Linked DNA regions of Ovis aries: all the other regions are linked to region 3. The links are chromatin contacts, called in public Hi-C maps. All regions are on one chromosome and are shown on one strand. Each heading gives the region's core, a stretch centred on a gene start, on an enhancer-like site or on the middle of the called end of the contact. The rest is flanking DNA. Distances are from core to core; before and after follow the strand shown. Region 1 holds the start of PITPNM1 (phosphatidylinositol transfer protein membrane associated 1). Region 2 has its middle 12 kb from the start of UNC93B1. Region 3 holds the start of POLD4 (DNA polymerase delta 4, accessory subunit).

What was found. A called contact is a pair of places that touch in the nucleus more often than the background predicts.
Region 1: a contact with region 3 is called in a Hi-C map of liver, with 2.8 times the contacts expected there. The contact joins the promoter of PITPNM1 here to the promoter of POLD4 in region 3. A contact is called at or near these places in 5 of 16 Hi-C or Micro-C datasets (blood, hypothalamus, liver and 1 more).
Region 2: a Hi-C map of tail adipose tissue shows a contact between it and region 3, with 2.6 times the contacts expected there. The contact joins the enhancer-like site here to the promoter of POLD4 in region 3. A contact is called at or near these places in 3 of 16 Hi-C or Micro-C datasets (hypothalamus, muscle and tail adipose tissue).

The regions. Positions count from the first base shown.
Region 1 is chr21:41,791,296-41,794,223 of ARS-UI_Ramb_v3.0, forward strand. It overlaps PITPNM1 (phosphatidylinositol transfer protein membrane associated 1), which reads right to left and starts at 1,356. Exons shown (of 25, transcript XM_042238094.1): 1 at 1,179-1,356; 2 at 151-269. The coding sequence starts at 228. It overlaps CDK2AP2 (cyclin dependent kinase 2 associated protein 2), which reads right to left. Exons shown (of 4, transcript XM_015103216.4): 4 at 2,657-2,928.
Region 2 is chr21:41,913,505-41,916,511 of ARS-UI_Ramb_v3.0, forward strand. It overlaps the pseudogene LOC101112177. Among named protein-coding and RNA genes, the nearest start is that of UNC93B1, 12 kb to the right of the region's middle. Within about 2 kb of position 1,422, at least 2 of the 54 cell types and tissues checked have an H3K27ac peak or open chromatin away from gene starts, as enhancers often do. A contact at or near this core is called in tail adipose tissue, where this site is marked.
Region 3 is chr21:41,661,462-41,664,161 of ARS-UI_Ramb_v3.0, forward strand. POLD4 (DNA polymerase delta 4, accessory subunit) reads right to left here and starts at 1,278. Exons shown (of 4, transcript XM_004019714.5): 1 at 1,021-1,278; 2 at 718-807; 3 at 390-501; 4 at 1-28. The coding sequence starts at 1,117. The coding sequence ends at 4. All of the region lies in intron 2 of LOC132658375 (a long non-coding RNA gene), which reads left to right.

The DNA of each region.
Region 1 (2,928 bases), core at 106-2,605, 130 kb after region 3:
TGAGCCCTCCTAAGCCTCGGGGCTGGACTGGCAGGGGATTGAGCTGAGCCCGGCCCCTTATCCCAGGTGTGGCCTGCGCACTCCTGCGGATACCCAACATGAAGCATGTTCCCATCCCCTCCTCGGCCTCCTACTTGCCACCGCCCTCACCTGGATCATGTAGAGCTGGGCCACCTGATATTCGTCCAGGCTCATGGGCAGCAGGATGTGGTATTCCTTGATGAGCATCCTGAAAGCGCTCGGCCGGCCGCGCGCGGCCTCCGCGGCTCCTGGCGCAGGGCACCGCGCGGCCGTCAGTGCGGGGCGGCGGCGCGCGGCCCCGAGCCCTGCGCGCGGGCCGAGGGGCTCAGGCGCGGGGACCCCATGCCCGGGCTCGCCACAGGGCAGGCAGCGGCGAGCCCAGCTCTGCAGCCAGCGCCGCGGGGGGCCGGGAGCCGCCGAGAGGCTGAGCGCTGACCTCTTTTCCGCGCAGCCCCCGCCCCCCGCCCGCCCATCGCCATGGCAACCGCGCGCTGACGCGGGCCCCCAGGAGCCGCGGGAGGTGGCCGGCGGGCTGGCGGGCCAGCCTCGCCTCTCCGGCCGCGGCGGCGTCCTAAGCCCCTCGGAACAGCATCCTTTGGGGACCCGCCCCTGGAAACCCCGGGGCCCCTCCTTCCGGGCCGCCTTCCACCACCGGCCCCTCGGGGCCCGCCCCCTGCATCCCTTTCCCCGAGTCGGTCCGTGTCCCCACTCCTGGACGTCCACTTAGAACCTTGTCCCCCGCGTCTCTCCGCGGAGCAGCCCCGGGCGCCCCCCTCCCCCTGCACCCGAAACTACCTTCAAAGACTAGATAACACTTTCGCCCCGAGACCTGTCTTCCCCACCCTGGCGGGCAGCCCAGTCCCCAACTCCCCCTTCCCCGCATCGTTCCTGGACCCCCGGCACTCGTCTATGCAGCTGCCTCATCCTCCTTCTCCAGGGCTGACCACACTCTTCAGGCTCAAGCTAGAAGTACCCTACGGGCCCCCGCCCTGCAAGCTGCTCCGTCCACCTGCGCCCCGACTTCGCTGCCGCCGTACCCCCACCTCGCACCCACTGAGCAAGCGAGAGGCCCCGTTGCCCCCACTTCCCTCTGCTCCCCGGCGTCCCCGTCGCCCGCCGTGCTCTCGATCGGCCCGCCCGCCAACGTCCCGGCTCACCTCTAGTCTAGGGTGGACGCCCCTCACCCAGTACGGGCGGGGGCCGACGGGCCGCGGGTTGGAGCCCCGAGCGACTCCAGCCCCGGCCGCGGATTCCAGCAGTGGCCGGACCCTCTGGAGGCGCAGCGCGGGCCCATGGCCCCGACCTTCCTCCCGGTCTGCCCGCCGGCACCCCTCCGGTCCCTCCCCGCCGCCCGCCGCGTCACTGCGGCCGCCCCGCCCCCTTCCTGGGCGCGCGGCCCTACCCACCCCGGCGGGGTCCGGGCAGCCCCGCCCACGGCGGCGGAGGGCGGCCTCAACCTTCCTTCCTTCCCCACGGCGGCGGGGGAAGAGGCCCTTCTCCAAATGCTGGCGCTGCGTACTCCGGCCGTGTTATTTGGGATCCCCAGACACTCTGGGATCCTTCCTCCACCCTGGCCCGGCCCTCCAGTGTGCTATGGAAATATGACAAGAGTCTCAGCCCCAACTTCCCGGGCCCTGGGAATCCGGGGCCCAGGGTGGGGGAAACGCCTTCCCGTCCCAAGTCTAGCCAGCGGCTGGTCTCTGACATCACTGGCCTAGCCGGTGGGGTTCCGGTGTCCCAGACCGCCAGGTCATTCAGAGGGCTGCAGTCACTTTCACTTCCAGTCTTGGGGCTCCTCCCTGAACGGGGCCCCAGAGCTTTCCCCACCTGTGTCTTCCGGGTTCACAAGTCTGGCCAATAGCGCCCAGATCGTGGGCAAAGGCTGCCAGGGCCTAGGGCTGGGCTCTTGGGACCGCACCCAGTTGGCTAGAGGCACTGGGTCGGTGCAAGGCAGCACCGCACAGGGTCTCACCCACACTGGGGAAACCAGTTCTCTCTCGACTGTTTCTCAGGTCCCAGGGGTGGGGAAGCAGCTCGGCTCCTTTTCCTTCCTCTTAGGACTCAGAGATAGGGTGTATTCCGAGCCCCAGGGCTGATTCCAAGCTTAGGATGTTAGGGTGTTAAGGCATGCGAGGGTGGGGCTTAAGTGAACTGGCATTTCCACCCTCCAGGCACCTTTAGTCCAGAGAAAGAACCCTCTAGGTTCAGGCTGGAGACAGAGCCCTCCAGCTGTGGAAGCAGCCCAGGCTTTGTGCTGCCCCCTGGTGGCATCTTGTGAAGGAGGGCAGGGCACTCAGCTATTGGAGTTCAACTCTTTCCACAAACAGCTGGCAGGCCGAGGGCCAGGGAAGGGCAGGGTCCCACTCAAGGTCAATGGGCTGTGGAGGCAAGGCAAAGCTAGGCTTAGTGGGCCTCCCTCCCACTCACTGTACCCAACCATCTCCCTCCGAGTCTCCTCTTTCCCTTTCTTCGTGGCCCGCCCGGGCTTAGCAGAGGCACCAGGCTCAGAGAAACTATGAACTGTGTGGGCTTCTCTGGTGGGCCAGTGGTTAAGATGCCATGCTTCCAGTGCAGGGGCATGGGTCCGCAGTGCACGGATAAAAATAAATAAAATAAAATAAAGAAGACTACTAGCTGAGAGAACAACTCCAAATTATATTTTATTTATATAAAAAGGGCGTATTTAGCAAAAGACACACTGAGAAAAGAGTTGTTATGGCCCAGGAGAAAAGGCAGGGAGGCCATGGGCCGAAGGCCCTGCTTGGGGAGAAGGGGTCTGGGCAAAGTGGATAAAAGTCCTGGGTAAGTGCTGAGCGGTGGGGGCCACAGAAAGGAGGCAGCTCCAGTTGATCAACACAGTTGGCAGGTCATGGGTGAGACTCACAGTGACCTCGCTGCTAACTCTTT
Region 2 (3,007 bases), core at 172-2,671, 250 kb after region 3:
ACAAAACCACGACATGTATTGCCTCATGACCGGTAACATGTAACACAAAGGGATTCAGCCCGTGCCAAATCGTCCAACTTCAACAACTCTCATAAGATCCCGCCTTCTCATAAAAAAAGGTTCATCTCTTGAACAAGATACTTGGGAGAATGCCCGCATTTGCAAACTTACATTTATATTGACACTCTGCAATGCAGGAGACCCCGGTTCAATTCTCGAGTTGGGAAGATCTGCTGGAGAAGGGATAGGCTGCCCACTCCAGTGTTCTTGGGCTTCCCTGATGACTCAGCTGGTAAAGAATCCGCCTGCAAAGCGGGAGACCTGGGTTCGATCCCTGGGTTGTGAAGATCCCCTGGAGAAGGGAAAGACTATGCCAGTATTCTGGCTTGGAGAATTCCATGGACTATGTATAGTCCATGGAGTTCCGAAGAATTGGACATGACTGAGTGACTTCCACTTTTCTGAATGTAAACTCTAATACCCTCTAAATAGCAACCTTTACTTTTGTATCCTGCTGATGCAGATCTGCCTCAGTTGCAGAATTTATCAAATTTTACTTTTTGGCCATGCCATATGGGATGCCGTAGCACATGGAATCTTAGTTCCCCCCCTAGAAAGCACAGAATCTTAATGGCTGGACTGCCAGGGATGTCCCCAAACCAGTTTGTTTCTGATCCAGCATCTCTAGGTGACTCTAGAAGACTTTCAAGCTCTCTCATCTGCTATTGAGAAGATAGTTAAAATCTGACACTATAGAGTCTTGGAATCATATAGTTTTTAAAATTACCCAAGGGCAGATTGACGCAGAATCACAGAAGCCAAGACCATGATGCTGAGTCTGACTTTCCACTTTGGAGTCCAGACGACCACCCGGTCCCCTTATCCAGAGGTGACAGAGACATCAACATTGTACTTTACATCCAGACCTGGAGCTGCCAAGGGATGGAGCATCCACATCTGATGGCTTGATTAGGCGTCCCTGTAAGAGCTGGCCTGCTGGGGCTTGCCGCCATGACAGTTATCCTGCTTGTTCTGGGTGTGTGCGTGTGTGTTGCTTGTCATGGGTGTGGCCTGTTCCGTGTGTCTCTCTGTGGGTCTTGTCCATGTGCCAGGAGCAGTGACAGGGGGTGTGGAGTCTTCTGATGGGGAGCCTATCCCCCTGCAAGGCATGTCATTGAAAGTCATGCTCCCTCCCAGGTGGCTGCTCCGAATGCCTGGGCTCATCCCTGGAAATGACTTGGAACTGAGACCAGCTGCAGAACCATTGTCTTCGCCTCCCCTCGCTTGCCTGGCACGCCCAGACGCCCACACTTTCCCAAACGATGCCCTGCCCTGCTTATGGCTCGAGCATCTGGTTGCCCAGCTCTGCCTGGAATTTGGCTGGAACCCTGCCAGGAGGTCAGCACATCTGCCGTCAGAGAACATTGCCTTCCGTGCTAGATGCTGCTGGGGAAAGGGGAGGACAGAGTGCCAGTCACCCCACATGACCCCGTCTGGGGCTGCTCATCATTGAAAGTCTGTATATGAGGCAGGCAGTTTTCAGCTCCTTCATCTGTATGAGTCTAGAGGTCACCTGTTGGGGAGGCTGTGGAGAGGTGTGGGCCTTGCTACCCCCCATAAAGGCAGGATCCTCGAATCTGCCAAAAGCAGATGGTGACTAGTTTACGCTGATTCAGAGCAGGGCCTGGAGCATCACAGAGCGTAGGTTTAATCTCCGCCCCCAGGCTGGAGCCAAAGATGCTTCAGTTCTCTGGACAAGGCAGGAGGGGGAGCCCAGGGTCCTACGAGGGCCTCCCTGTAGGTAACTCCGTGCCAGCCCTCTGCTAACACAGAGCTGCCCAAGCATTCCCTGGTCCTGAAACCCTCAGCATCTCGGTAATTTTTTCACGGTGCTCTTAAGCCAAAGGAAATATCTAACTGTTCTATTTGTGAATTATTTAGGTCAAATCAATAAGTATGTATGTTCTAATAACTTAGAAAATATATTGAATAATACACAGCGATAGAAAGAAAAAAAAATGGTATTTTTATTTCCTTCTCTAATAACCACCAAGCTTCCCTGGTAGCTCAGTGGTAAAGAATTCACCTACAATGTAGGAGACACATGTAGGAAACTTGGGTTCGATTCCTGGGTTGGGAAGATCTCCTGGAGAAAGAAATGGCAACCCACTCTAGTATTCTTACCTGCAAAATCCCATGGACAGAGGAGCCTGGTGGGCTACAGTCCTTGGGGTCGCACAAGAGTTGGATACCACGTAATGACTTGACAATAACCACCATGACTTACAAACTGGCTATGTGCACTGGCCAGCTTCTCAAACCTGGAATCAGATGGGACACCCCCAGTCTCATTTCTTGTTCCATGGTCATGTCCATTTTTAAATCTCGAAACCACAGGAAACCCACCTTCTCAAAGCTATGACATGAAAGGATTTGTGGTGTCATCTAACGCTGAAATTGTGAACTAACGGAACCTGTTAATTTGCTTAGAGCAGGGAGATGTCCACATTTTAGACAATTTAAAATATCCTCTGTGCCCTTGTGAGTCTCCTCCAGGCTCTGGGGACCTCGGTGCCACCACAGATACAGTTTACAGAGGAGGAAAGTGGCTCAGAGGGGCTGACCCCCTGTCTGAGCTCAAGAGCCTGGCTCCAGGGCTCGCTGAGGTTCCTGGAAACAAACTCAAGTGAGGGCTGCGGGAGGCAGAGGAGAGAGGGCCATAGTGGGTGGAAGAAGCTAGGAGACCGATGCTTAAGTGGGTGTGGATGAGGGTCTGGGAGGCTGCCAGGGGTGGATGTGGGGTGAGGAGGAATGCTCTGCCTCCAGCATTGCTGGTACCGATCTCCTGGGGTGCAACTGGGGGCTCCAGGACCCTCCTGCGGTCCCCTTGCCTCTCCTCACAGTGGGATCTCAGTTCCCTCTCCCCACAGTGGTGGGCGACGTTGGGGGATAAGGGTGTGCCCCTCCCACCAGCGTCTGCATCCCTCATGGACAGTCACAATGTAGG
Region 3 (2,700 bases), core at 28-2,527:
GCGTCAGAGGGGATAGAAATGCCAGAGGCTGTGCAGGGGGGTCGGGATGGAGGGAAACCTGAATCAGTGAAGTCTCTCCACTTGCTCTCACCAGCCCCAGCTCTCGGCCATGGCCTAAAGCCCTTGGCCAACCTTTGAGCATGAAATAGTCCCTTGGGCCCCAGGTGTACTCTTTCTCCACCGTTAGCTCAGAGATAAGAATTACGAAGGCAAGCTTCTGCCTCCTGAGCTCAGCACCTTGTAGAACCTTCTTGCCTGCCCAGTGACAATCCCCAAGGCTGCACCTACTTATCCCGAAGGTCAGGACAGCCCCCATCCTGGGCCAGCAGGCTGGTGGTACCTGAAGTCCCTGCCCCACCCCCCAGAGCTCTCCCTGGCTTGTCTCTGACCTGCACTGGAAGCGGGGATCCCCGGGGTGGCTCTGCAGCACCTGACGCACTTCTGGGGGAGGCTTCAAGCCCATCTGCTCTGCCCGATGCCAGCGCTGCAACCGTGTGATCCCTGCAGGAGTGGAAAGGAGACAGTGAGGGAGGCCTCAAGGGGGCAGGGGAAAGTCCAGGCTAGAGAGTATGTTTGGAGGGGTGTGTCAGGACCTGCATGAGTCCCCGTCTCAGGAGACGGTGTCCAGAGGGTCAGGCAGGGGCTGGGGTTGCTTGAGAGACGTGTGGGTGGCAAGACTGGCTCCTGGATGTGCTCTCGGGCCTGAGGGGCTCTCACCTGTGCAGGGCCCATACTGCCAGGCCAGGTCAAACTGCCTCAGCAGCTCCAGCTCCGCTTCATCCACGCTCAGGGTTAGGGGCTCTTCCCCTGCAATGATATGCTGTTCCTCAGGCCTGCCCAGGCCTGTGCCCTGCCCCTTGCCTCACAACTGACCCCACTGTTCCCCAGCTCTCACCACCCCTCTGCCTCTGTTATCCACTGCTATCGGAAGTAGAGGACATACTCCACTTCCCCTTCCACAGCCCATGTCCTTTCATGTCCCTCACGTCCACTCCTCCCGCCCTCCCACATCTCAGAGACCTAGCTCTGGTGCCAGCTCCCCCTTGCTGTGCCCAGCGGAGCCCTCCCTCCTCTTCACTACAGGGTAGGAGTCAGTGATGAGCCGTTTCCGGCCCATGGCGGCCACCCAGGCAGGCAGAGGAGGAGGCCACTGCCGGGAAGGAGAAGCAGGCCAGCGGGCACGAGAGAGACAGCTGCTGAGAGAGAGCGAGAGAGGGCTGGGGCCAGAGAGCGAGCCTGGGGCCAGCGATGGGCAGACGGACGACCCAGACAAACAGCAAGGAAGTCGGAGGGTTCCAGGGAATGACGCGTCTCCCCCACCCCCGCAAGCATGCAAACAGCAGACCTAAGCCAATGAGAGGCTGCCTGTGTGGGGCGGGGCCTGGTCCCAGCCAATGGCAGGTGGTGCAGGCAGGGGCGGGGCAGTTGATGCAGCTGTGCTCTGGGGGAGGGGGGTGAGGCTGAGTGGGGGACCTGTCAAGATGCCCCAGACGGCACCACCTCCTCCGGCCACCCCACACTGGTCTGCAGTGGGTCTCGGGGGACTTACAGAGCGTTATCCTTGGCCTCTCACTTCCCGTTTTCCCTTCCTAGGCAAATGTTCTTTTCAGCCTCACTAATCCCCGTAGCCGGTCTGTAACTCCCCAGAGCCCAGCCGGAGACTTCCACTCCCGCCCCTTGGCCCAAAGAGCGTTGTGGGGGCAGGTCTGGAGGTCCGGAGAGAGTTTGGGCTAATCCATACCCCTTCCCTGCTCCCACCCCGCCCCCACCGGCCCCAGGAGACCTGGCTGGCTGGAGAAGCCCAGGGGTTCTGAAAGCTCCTTTCTCACAGTCTGCGCCCAGAGATATTGCCCACTCTTAGTCCAGGCGAGCGCTTGCCTCTTCCACTGCCCCGGGGTCCCACAGCCTGGCACTGCCCTCTGTTCAGGAAGATTCCACACTTCCACACGGTGCAGGAGGCCAGAGTGTGTTGGACCCCTAGTCCTTCATCAGTAAAATCTGTCCCAATGTGAGAGTATGAGTAGAAAATACCGACAGTAAACCTGACACTTACACGGTGTGCCAAGTTCTGTCCTGAGCACTTTCCCACATACTCTCTCAACTAAAATAGACAGAAATGGTTCTTGAAAGTAGGAAGTACTGACTTCCTTGGGCAGTCCAGTGATTAGGACCCAGTGCTTACACTGTAGGGTGAACGGATTCGGTCCCTGTTCTGGGAATTAAGATCCCACAAGCATACCAGCGCAGCCAAAATAAAATAACAGGAAGTAGGAAGTCAGGCACGGTGGGGCCCTGGTGAAACCATCGTCCCTCTGTGTCCCCCAGGAGCTCACAGGCCAATAGGCAAGCAGACAGACACACAAATGGCAGTGCAAGGATAAAATTCCTAACAAACTAGAAGAGGACGACAGGGTCAGAAATGAGTTGTACTGTGAGGCTGGCTTAGCACTGGAAGTCCTCCTGGAGGAGGTGGGCTGCTGTAAACAGTGTCTCTCAATTCTCCACCCATGACCTTTGTCCCTTGGGCTCCTGTCATCGCTGACTCACCCCTGTACCCGCCTCCTCCTCACCAACTTCCTGGCAGCAGGCAAAAGTGCTGGCCAGTGGGAGTCTGGGAATCATTGCAGGGCCCAGCCCAGTGCTAATCGCCCTCTACAGATCCCATCCGGTTCTTCCTCCCAGGGCACAAGGGCCTGCTCA